Linked DNA regions of Mus musculus: regions 1, 2 and 4 are each linked to region 3. A link is a contact called in public Hi-C and promoter capture Hi-C data. All regions are on one chromosome and are shown on one strand. Each heading gives the region's core, a stretch centred on a gene start, on an enhancer-like site or on the middle of the called end of the contact. The rest is flanking DNA. Distances are from core to core; before and after follow the strand shown.

Region 1 (2,700 bases), core at 154-2,653, 480 kb before region 3:
ATATATGCATGTGTGATGTGTGTGTGTGTGTATATTTTGAGACAGGGTTGTCTTAGTTTGCACCTTCTCTTGCAGTGATAAAACATTGGTCAAAAGCAAGTTGGGGAGGAAAGGGCTTATTTTCCTCACAAATTACCAGTTTTGAAGGAAGTCAGGTTAAACTCAAGGTAGGAACCTGGTTGCAAAAACTGAAGCAGAGGTTGTGGTGGAATGCTTGCTTCCCAAGGCTTGCTCAGTCTGTTTTCTTATATAACCCAGGATCACCTACTCAGGGGTGGCACCTGGACTGGGTCCTCCCACGTCAATAATTAATCAAGAAAATGCCCCTATAGACTTGCCTACAAGTCATCTCTTGGAGGCCTTTTCTCAATGGAGGTTCCTCTTCTCAGATAACGCTAGCTTTCATCAAGTTGTATACAACCAACCCAACCAACCCAACCCAACCCAACCAGGATACAGGGGTTTACTATAAAGTCCTGGATGGCCTGGAACTTGATACATAGATGAGGCTGGCTTCGAAAAGAACATGTGCCACCATGGCTGGCTCAATTAATATACATTTTATGGTGGAATTAAAGCAGCTCAAGGGGCTGAAGAGGTGGCTCAGTGGGTGGTTAAGAGCATTCATTGGCTGCTCTTCCACAGGACCCAGGTTCAATTCCCAGCACCCACATTGCAGCTCACAACTGTTTGTAATTCCAAGATCTGGCACCCTCACACACATACTTGCAGGCAAAATTCCAATGCATATAAAATAAAAATAAGTAAATAAAGCAGCTGAAATGTTTGGCGTGGTGGCTTGGGAGGCAGAGGCAGGAAGACCATGTTAGTCAGCATCTCAACCAGACACAGAGGATTTCACTCATGGCTGAACTCGTTACAAACTCATCTTTTTTAAATTTATTTTTTATTTTATTTTATTTTTATTTTTTGGTTTTTCGAGACAGGGTTTCTCTGTGTAGCCCTAGCTGTCCTGGAACTCACTTTGTAGACCAGGCTGGCCTCGAACTCAGAAATCCGCCTGCCTCTGCCTCCGAGTGCTGGGATTAAAGGCTTGCGCTACCACGCCTGGCTACAAACCCATCTTAAAGTCCATCGAAAAGCTATTTCTGTCGGTGGCTTCATCAGTCACTCGACGAGATATCCAAGGCCACGACGCATCAGACGTAGCACAACCTGTCGGACACATACAACCGGTCGGCCAGTCCCGCTTTTGGTTTGTCAGACTTACACTCCATCAGCCGTGACACACTCTGTCCTGTACTCACAGGCCGTTAGGTTTGCCGTGGGCGTTCGCAGCCCTCACCCCTCCATGCCAGGGTTCCCGCGCTCACCGGGTCTCCAGAACTCCCAGCGGACACTTCCAAAGGCGTCCTGGTGACGCACACACATGCGCCTTCGTGCCCAGGGACCACAAGTCCCAAAGTGCCTAGTACAGGCGAATGGCCACACAGCACGTCACCTGGACTACAAGTTCCAGAAAGCACAGCGCTAATTCTTTCGGCCCTGTGGGAGTTGTAGTTCTGAATGCCTGCCGGGGGTTGGGTTGGGAAGGATGGTGACTCTAGGCTGGTGTTTCTGAGTAGAAGTTGTGGGATGTGTGGGAAGTTGGAGCATGCACGGTGCAAGTGAGTGAGGTCCATCCTCTGATGGCTCACAACCGTCTAACTCCAGTCCCAGGAGTTTTGGTACCCTCTTTTGGCCTTCATAGGCACCAGGCACACAAATGCTACACAGATATACAAGCAGGCAAAATACCCACATAGGTTATATGTATATGTATATGTATATGTATATGTATATGTATATGTATATGTATATGTATATGTATATGTATATGTATATGTATATGTATATGTATATGTATATGTATATATGTATACACACACACACATATATATATATTAAAATCACATTTATTTGGTGTGTGTGTTTGTTCATGTGTGTTTATGTGTGTTGTGGGGTACGTACCACAATGCACGTGAAGAGGTTAGGAGACAACTTTTGGAACCCTGTTCTTTCCTTTTACCAAGTGAGTTCTGCAGGTCAAACTCAGTTTTGGCAGCAAGTACTTTTACCCACTTTTCTTTCTTGCCAGCCATATTTTGCTTAATTTTTTTGGTTCTGGGGAACCTGGACCTTTACTCACATTAAGTGCAACCTCAAGCCCTAAACTACAATCCTTCCACAATCCTTCCGAAACCTTTGTCATTTTATTTGAATGTAGCCAGTCTTAGCTAACTAACACTAACTACACGAGACAGCTGGGGGTGGAGTGTGTATGTGTGTGTCTGCAGGCCATTTAAACATCACAGACAGCTTCCAGACTTTTAGACAAGGTGCCTGACTAGGAGGCCTTTACTGTTGGGATTTGCTAAATTGTCTACAAGTTTGTCTGTCTTTGAGCTCCATACAAAGTGAATGGTGCACGAGTAACAGTCTTTTTAACAGCCATACTAGCAAACTTCATAGAGAGCAGCCACAGGATGCGTGTATTGAGGGAACTGTGCAACAGAAAGATGTAAGGTGATCAGTGCTTTGAGGAGAAAATTGGCAGTACAGCAATCTCGGCCAAATTCAGTTCCTCACAGAGACTCTCAGGTGAGAAAACAATGTTTCGCTACTTCCAACGGAGGCAAGGGTATTGAGCAGGCTCCTAGTACATGAATTTGCTCTGTACTCATCCCTCCTTCCCCACCT
Region 2 (2,700 bases), core at 2-2,501, 410 kb before region 3:
CTAAACATGAGCTTCTTATCTTCTTACACTTGTCAGTTTCTTTCACCAGACCCTCAGCTTAAAAAAAAAAAAAAAAAAAAAAAAAAAAAAAAGAAAAAATAAAGGTTGAAAAGGATTGGTGAGATGGCTCAGTGGGTAAAGGTGCCTGCTACCAAGCCTGAGTTTGATTGATCTTCAGGATTCATATGTTGGAAGAAGGGTAGCGATCCGGAAAGGTACTCTCTGTCCTCTACAAGCAGGCAGTGGCACACACGTGCATGCCCCCCCCCCCCCAAATGTAATAGTATTGTTTTTTAATTAAAAAGCCTCAATCTGGCTTGCCAGTTCCTGGTTCAGAAATCGGTTTGTTTGTTTCTTCTATTGTAACCACCCTCTTGGGCAGTCCTCCAACTCCTCCCGAAACTCAATGATATTTGAGAACAAACGTCTCACCACTAGCCGACCCCTGAGCCGACTCAAAAGTTGAAAAGAAGCCTTTACTCACATGGGGCCAGGTTGTTGGAAGCGTGGAAGCCATACTGTCCTCCATGTTCTCTCCCAGGAGTAGGCAGAATGCTGACGAAACCTAAAGTGGAAGAGGGGGGCACTAAGGAATGTGCCCAGCGGCTCCCCCACCTCTGCCCATATCCCACCCCTCAGCAGGACATGACCAGTCCACCCCAAAATTGCAAAGTGCCCAGTGAATCCTCTTCCCGACTCCCATAAGCCTACAAGACAGGTTCCCCTCTAACCGAGAGGGGACAGCTGATGTCATCTAATCCAAAAGGCGGTTGGTTTTCTTAAACTGTGGTCCTTATTTAGAACGCGATGTCTTCCTTAGGATTTGTTCGGACCCACGACTACACACCTTCTCCCGGGTCCGTAGAAGTGGCGCCACAAACGAAGCCGACACTGGGTTCCAGAGGTTGCAAATAAAACAGAAGATGGGTGCTGCCCCCGACGGGCTTTCACGCAGCGCTACGATTGCGGAAAGACACAATGGCGCTCGCCCGTCGGTCTTGTCCCGAACTGCGCCAGCTCACGAGTCCGGACTACAACTCCCAGACGCCCCCGCGGACGTCGAGCGGCAGCAGTTAGGCGGCGTTTGTCCTGTTGGCGGGCGAAGCCGAAGTCCGAAAAGTGTGTTATTGACTGCTAAAGAACTAGGATGCAGCTTTTGAAGAAGGATACTAAGACGCTGAGCACCAGTACCTCTGTGGACAGAGACCGAGGCTAGGAGAGAATCGAACCCACTAACAGGAGCAAAAGAACTTGGACAAAACGGAAGCTAGGCATGGGCAAGGGGGTGGGCCGGAAGTGCTGGTGTTAGGTCGGCTGAGCGAGGCACGCCGCGTAGCAGAGCAAGGAAGGCGGGACGAGGGGACAGATGGAACCTACGGCTCTACTAGTGTAGAGGGGGAGGGAATCCGGATTGGGGCTGTCTGTGGGTCGGAGGCAAGAGAAGACAAAGTCATTTAACGGAGTTTACTGTGGGGAAGGAGAAAAGGATGCAATCTTACTGAAGTTTCACCGGTACCCTTAAAGGGAGAGGAAGAAAGGAGTAACTGTAGAAACAGAAAGCCATTAGGCATCGGAATTAAAAGTACTCAAATTTCCATGAGAGGACAGGCGTTTGCGTCCAGATTAGTAGAGTGGGCAGGGTTGTGTGGTCTGGGCAGGGTGGTGTGGGCTTATAACGTTTAGGTGGGAAGTATGGAGACCTGGTGGACTTAAAATATGGTAGGCTACACTAAATGTCCTCTCTAGTTTTCCCCAGCAGAGGAAGGGATGTAGTGAGAATCCTGGAATTTTGGTTTCTTGGAAGAACAAACAAATATTATAAAATAATATTTTGTTTGATTCCAGGTATAGGGATGTGGGGCTGCTTCAGACTGCCTGTAGCAGCTGACCGTGATTTGTTTTGTGCTCTAGCAGAATCGTGGTTCTGTCTGTAGCAGATAGTTTTTTGTGATTGTGTTATATTTGGAATTCTGAGAACTTTTCAGAGAGTATATTAATGTTAGGGCCCGATAGGCTAGGGGCTGGGCTGGACCAGTTGGTTGTATAGGGAGGAGGTTGGTTGTGGTTTCGTAGTAGCTGAGGTCAAAGGAGAAGCAAAAGAAAAGAAATCAGATTCAGGGATTTCCTAATTCCTCTCTCCCCTCTATTCCTGTTTCTTTCCAGTCTAGTGTTAAGGGGTAAAAAGGGGGCATGGATAAAGATGGGAGGAAGAGGAGAACCCACAAAGTTGCAAAGACCAGCTACAAAGGGACATGGAGGATCAGAGATGTATGAGGAAAACTAAAATTACACTCAGTCCCAGGGATGCTAACTGTAAATATCCATACATGTGGAGAGCTCTTGGGACTGCTTCTAGGAATTGGGCAGGAATTTGACATTAGGCTAGGACACGGAAGTAGGCTCAGGCAAGAATTTGACTTGGGGCTAAGATCAAGATCTTGATCGTTTTGTAAGTCCCTGAATACCACAGGACTTTGTTTATTGCCTTGTTTGTACCTTGACTTAGAACTGACCTTATTCTTTGCATGTACTTAGAATAGACTAGAAAAAACAGACTAGAGAAAAATAAACCCACTTCAGGCTCAGCAGGGGCTTGAGTCCTGTTATAATGTTGTCTAATTGTCTTTTTCTTTTCAATCTTCACTCCCTCCCTTGAGACCCTGCTGACTGACTGAGCTTGTTGGTTACACACAGGGGCTG
Region 3 (2,700 bases), core at 181-2,680:
GTTTTTCTACTCTTGTCTCTCCTATCTCTCCTCTCCCCTACCCTCTCTCCTAGCACTGCCTATCTCAGGGTCATGTTCACTCTGGACTCTGTCTGGCAATGCTCTCCTCATGTGTACAACAAACCTCCTCCACCATATCTAGGAGCAAGGCATTTTTAAATTTTTAAAAAATTTCATTCAGCAGTTTCTTGACAAATATATATTTGGGGCAACTGGAAGACATAGTGAATTTATAAATTCTTAAGGCAACTGCTTCTTTGGAAGTTGAACAAGACATACTAAATGAAAAATATAAAATTGGATCTGCGCATTAGGCACAATCACTAGAAAATAGGTAGGAAAGCAGCTGTCTGTGGGAACAAGAGGCAAAGATGTCCCTTTAGCTTCTGATCTACGGTAGTCAAAACATTGTTCCTTATCTTCCATACAATGTACCCAATTAACATTGTTTTTGTCTTGTCATTAACTGAGTATACAGGGAGTTAAAAATTTAGTTATCAATGATTTTGAATGAAAGCGTTTGAACAGCAATAAAAATGCATATTATAGCCAAGCCAACAGTTTTTGCACACATATGTGTATGTGTACAAGTACGGGTACAGGCATGGGTATAGGTATGTATGTATGATGTACACACACACACACACACACACACACACACACAGAGAGAGAGAGAGAGAGAGAGAGAGAGAGAGAGAGAGAGCATTTGTGTGTGAGCACTGGTGAGGGGTTCTTAAAGGCACATGGGTGACACGAATATCTGAAATACCATAAAGTCTCATCCATCATGGATGGGATGACCTCTTGAGAACTGCATCATGGAGTCCCTGAGTGTATACATAAATATACAGATACACAAGCACACATATAGTGCCTAAACTACTATACGGAATATGTTCATTTGAATTTGTTTCTTTATAGCCTCTTGATGCACAAAGAACTTCATGGTGTCTGAAATAAGACATCATCACAGTGGCTATCAGCCATACAACAGATCCCAGGAATACTGAAACAGTTTTATTTAAGTATCTTTCCTCGCCAGAAAGCTGTAGTCACAAACTCATATAAGCATGCCTGTTTTCTTTTAAACTAAGTTCATAGGGGTCAGGCTTGGGGGCAGGGTACCTGCCTGGGGAGCGACGGAAACTACATTTCCCGGGATGCAATACGCGAGACGATGGGGGTGGAGTTGAGCCCGTGGAAATTCGGCATTTATTTGTATTATTATTTTTTGGGGTGTGTGTTTGTGGACTAGTGCGCGGTTCGTGTCTGGAGCTAGATTTCCAGCGTGGTCTTTTTGGTGGTCGTTTAGGCGTTTCTGAGGTTTGTTTACCTAACTGGAAGCTCGGCGAGGTGGGCAGTTCTTATGGCAGAGCGCAAAGAGCTGCTCTGTGTTACAGAGGCCCTGCTGAGGCCCAGCGACTCCGCCCACATGCCCCGAGCCAGGCCTAGGGAAGAGACCTCGGCGACCTGGTCCTTGCTTCCTCTACAGAATCCAATGGCTGTGGCCATGCACAGGAACATAGCCCAGGTAAGTGCTGCGTCTTGCGCTGTCACCCGAGCGCTAGAGCCCCGGAAGAGGCCCCATCATGACCCTGAAGTTCCTAGTTGGTGCTCCTGGCAGCAGAACAGCTGTGTGCAGGGGTTTGTGAGTGTTGCAGAGGGATGCCTCCTGAAAGGGCTGCTAGGCAGGGAAGATTTTGAGTCCTAGTAGCCAAGTGTTTGTAGAAGCAGTTGTGAGGTCGATTTGCACCTGAGGAATTTGAGTTTAATTCTTCAGACACCGGGAGCCAGTGAGAATTGTGAACAGAGATCCTATTCGGGAATAGGATTCTAAATTTTCCTGAAGTTACTCAGAGCAAGGACAAACAGGAGGAGATATGAGGGGCAGGAGAGAGTTGTGCCACCGGTGTGACAGCTCTCAGGTGAGATTCAGAATTGTGGACCACTGCATAGACAGATTTGTAGTAATCCCAGGCCTTCTGACCCCACGGTGATCAGGGTCACTGTGTGACTGAAGCCTGTGAAGACCGCCTATGGCTGCTAGATTCTAAGAGCCTCCTCCTTTTTTCAGGTTCCCCTGACTTCAGAACCAGTTATGGAGCTTGGCCTGGTAAGTGGATCCTGCCATTACCCTCATGCTACCAACAGGTTTTAGGTTAGTGGTGTCCTTGGTCTATTATCTCAGTGTGCCCTAGTAGCCTGGTGCCTTGCAGTCTTGAACAGGTTAGGTACATAACCCAGAGATGTGTAGGCTGTGAGTTGTATGAAATTCTTGGCAAGTGTGAACAGAAGTGTAGAAGGTTGCTTCTCCCACGGTGTGTGCCAGTATGTGCCTGTGCCTGAAGGGGAGACTGAATTACTTAGGCATGTGCAGAAAGATCTTTCTCCTTAGAATAAGGATCAGTGAGGTGAAGGTGTCAGACCCAGAATAATTCTCTGAAAAGCAGAATGTGTACTTTATATGTAGAAATGACAATGGGAAATTTGGGTGTGGAGAAGGCTGGCAAGCCAACTTATTCTCCTCAGGCTCCTTGTTGCCGGCTGCTGCACGGGAAACCGACTGTGGAAGAAGGGAAATGGTGTTGTGTAGACAGTAATTCTGTGGAGACATGAACAAGCATCTAGGAGTCCCAGATAGGGAAGAGAGGACAGACCAAAGTACAACTTGGTAAGCCAGTGAGCTTTACTGGGGTTACT
Region 4 (2,700 bases), core at 102-2,601, 460 kb before region 3:
AACAGCATGTGAATGAACTATCTTGACAGTGGGTCTTCTAGGCTCTGATAAGTCTCAAGTAATAACTGTTGGACTGTCATTTTGAATATAACTTTAAGAGCCTAGGGTAGATCCATAAACTAAGTCACTCTTGATTTCCTACCCCATCAGAAACCATGAAGTAGTGTTTATTTCAGGTCTCACTACGTTTTGTGTGTACTACCTGAAACACGACAACAGATTGATTAAACACACCTCTTTTCCCGCCCGTCTCATCGCTTACTCCTTGACAAACTGTCAGCCTCATGACGGTTACCTGAGACTTGACTGGGGCTGGCGAATCCACCTTCACTATGGCTCATTCATATAGCTGTTGATAGGCCTCAGTTCTCAGTTCTACACTCTGGTCACATTTCATGAAAAACTGAGATGACATGAATCTGATCATTTGCAATCTAAGACTATCATAAGCTTACTTTTCACACCAAATGTAATTAACGCAAATTTCCCCCAAGCAAACCAAATACCCACCTCCTGACCTCCAGAGCATAATTTCAAAGTTGCAGAACTTATGTATGAAATGGTCTTGGCTTCTGCTAGGTGAACTACGGTGAACAGAATAAGCAATTTGTCTACAAGTGCAGACTTTGATGATCAGGAGCTAGACAAACACTGATAGCCACACCTACCAGTTTTCCCAAGGCCCAGAAGGGCGTGACCCTTACTAGTTACTTCTGTTTTCCTAACTTGGTACCTCTGCCCCGTGAAGTTATGCCTTACTTGCAAAATAGGGGTCATGGTGCGGAGGTTCCCTTAAAAGTCGGTTGATTCTGCGCCTTAGGACATGTTTTGAGGACCGTACCCGCAATGTGGTTGCTCTGTAATGCTAGCCAGTCACCTGTCATCTCCGAGAACCGTCTTTCGGGATAAATGGGAGGGCGTTGGCCAGAGTGGGATCGAACCCCTGAGCAGAGCCTGTCAGTCCTCAGGGAAATGACCACCCTCCTCCCCTCCACCCCATGGCACGCAGACAGGAGGCTGAAGCATGCACACAGAGGGAACTAGATTTGGACCCAGGCTCGGAGGCTGAGCCACAGCGCTTGTTTCTCTTGTGGAAAAAGCGCCGCGGGTTACAGGTCACTCTGTCGGGGACAGCAGGACTCGGAGTCCAATCTGTCCTTTTTGTTACCTGAAGTTGTGTTGCTTGCGGCCGCGAGGCCATTGCCACTGTTGCTGCTTTGTCCTGGTGGTCCATTCCAGGCCAACAGGTTAGCCACAGACGTCCAAGGACACCCTAATTTTAAACTCAGCCCCGTCCTGGGGACCACCCGACTGGCCTCCCGCTGGACAATGGCGGCAGCGCCAGGGACACTGAGACTACAATTCCCAGAAGGCCACGCGCCGAGACGCAGCACTTAACCAATGGAAGCTAGCGCCAGCCCAACGTTGACCAATCGGGGAAGGCCTGGCCTCTGGTCTAAGGGAGTGCAACCACTCACAGGTCTTGTTTAAGGATCAGGTCTGGGTACCAGCAGAGGTCAGCTTACATTCCGTTACCTGCGGGTGCGGGCATCACTTGGGCTTCGAGTTGCCTGGAAAATAATCCTCCCGCCCTGACGGCTGAGTTCAGGGCATATATGCATCTGCACCGTGAGTTGGGCGCGCAGCGGCAAGGTCTTGGTGTTAGAATTGGTCAATCTGACCTGCTGCTGGAATTTTTTGTTTTGTTGGTTTTTTTGTTTTGTTTTGTTTTTTGGTTTTTTGGTTTTTCGAGACAGGGTTTCTTCTCTGTATAGCCCTGGCTGTCCTGGAACTCACTTTGTAGACCAGACTGGCCTCGAACTCAGAAATCTGCCTGCCTCTGCCTCCTGAGTGCTGGGATTAAAGGCGTGCACCACCACACCCGGCTGCCCGGCAGGCAGATTTCTGATTCCTGCCCAGTCTGGTGTACAGAGTGAGTTCCAGGACAGCCAGGGCTACAAAACCCTGCCTTGAAAAGGGAAAGAAAGAAGGAAAGAGAGAAAGAGGAAAAGAGAGAAAGGAAGGAAAGAAGGAAGGAAAGAAGGAAGGAAACAATGGGCTTTTGCTAGTTTTCACTAGGTTGATGATGTAATAGAAAAAGACCAAAAATACACTATACCCTTAAAGAGACAGAGACTATCAGGTGTAGAACAGCAGGCTCTGCCCTTCCTCCACTATCCCCACTCCCCAGTACTGGATATTGAACCTAGGTCTTTATGCAAGAGTGGTAAGTGCTCTAATACAGAGCTGCAGTCCAGCAAACAGCAGGTCCTTTTATTCTCATCCTCCCTTCTCTGTCTCTCCCTCCTTTCAGCCTAGTAGTTTCCTTTGTTCTCTCCTGGCATCTTCCTCACCAGTCTGACAATGACAGTAGTGTCATAACTGGTGCTCTGGGTCTGGGCTGGGCATTTCTAGGTTCTTGGCCTCTTTTCCAAAGAATTGAATTTAAGAGCTTACAGAAAAAAAGTAAGATAATGTTATTTGAGTAAAAGTGAAATTACATATTATGTAGGTATGCTATTAAAGATTGACAATGAGTTATGGGAGTGAAGATTCTCAGTGTCCAGATTATTGCTCAGGGCTTCCTTTTATAGGGTTCAGGAGAAGGGGGTGCTGATTACTAGATATGTAGTTTGGGTGGTTCTCTACTCTGATTGATAGAGTAAGTCATATATTCGTTTTCTCTACTGTGCATGTCCT

What was found. Promoter capture Hi-C pulls out the DNA fragments that hold promoters and counts their contacts. A called contact is a pair of places that touch in the nucleus more often than the background predicts.
Region 1: a Hi-C map of cortical neurons shows a contact between it and region 3. The contact joins the promoter of Zscan22 here to the promoter of Zfp551 in region 3. A contact is called at or near these places in 3 of 39 promoter capture datasets (the 3T3-L1 cell line, hippocampal neurons and neural stem cells) and 3 of 484 Hi-C or Micro-C datasets (LSK cells, cortical neurons and myocytes).
Region 2: a Hi-C map of DN3 thymocytes shows a contact between it and region 3, with 10 times the contacts expected there. The contact joins the promoter of Zfp110 here to the promoter of Zfp551 in region 3. A contact is called at or near these places in 5 of 39 promoter capture datasets (3T3-L1-derived adipocytes, the C10 cell line, cranial neural crest and 2 more), 3 of 484 Hi-C or Micro-C datasets (DN3 thymocytes, adipose-derived mesenchymal stem cells and forebrain) and 3 of 115 datasets of contacts at active chromatin or transcription factors (astrocytes, craniofacial prominence and large pre-B cells).
Region 4: a contact with region 3 is called in a promoter capture Hi-C map of neural stem cells. The contact joins the promoter of Zfp128 here to the promoter of Zfp551 in region 3. A contact is called at or near these places in 5 of 39 promoter capture datasets (the 3T3-L1 cell line, hematopoietic stem and progenitor cells, hippocampal neurons and 2 more), 7 of 484 Hi-C or Micro-C datasets (LSK cells, the N1E-115 cell line, cortical neurons and 3 more), 2 of 115 datasets of contacts at active chromatin or transcription factors (embryonic stem cells and large pre-B cells) and 1 of 9 other capture datasets (pancreatic islet).

What each region holds. Positions count from the first base shown.
Region 1 is chr7:12,896,512-12,899,211 of GRCm38.p6, reverse strand. Zscan22 (zinc finger and SCAN domain containing 22) reads right to left here and starts at 1,403. Exons shown (of 3, transcript NM_001290436.1): 1 at 1,232-1,403.
Region 2 is chr7:12,833,312-12,836,011 of GRCm38.p6, reverse strand. Zfp110 (zinc finger protein 110) reads right to left here and starts at 1,251. Exons shown (of 8, transcript NM_022981.5): 1 at 848-1,251; 2 at 485-565. The coding sequence starts at 529.
Region 3 is chr7:12,421,221-12,423,920 of GRCm38.p6, reverse strand. It overlaps Zfp551 (zinc fingr protein 551), which reads left to right and starts at 1,430. Exons shown (of 4, transcript NM_001033820.3): 1 at 1,430-1,531; 2 at 2,075-2,113. The coding sequence starts at 1,433.
Region 4 is chr7:12,879,829-12,882,528 of GRCm38.p6, reverse strand. It overlaps Zfp128 (zinc finger protein 128), which reads right to left and starts at 1,351. Exons shown (of 4, transcript NM_153802.4): 1 at 1,169-1,351. The coding sequence starts at 1,234.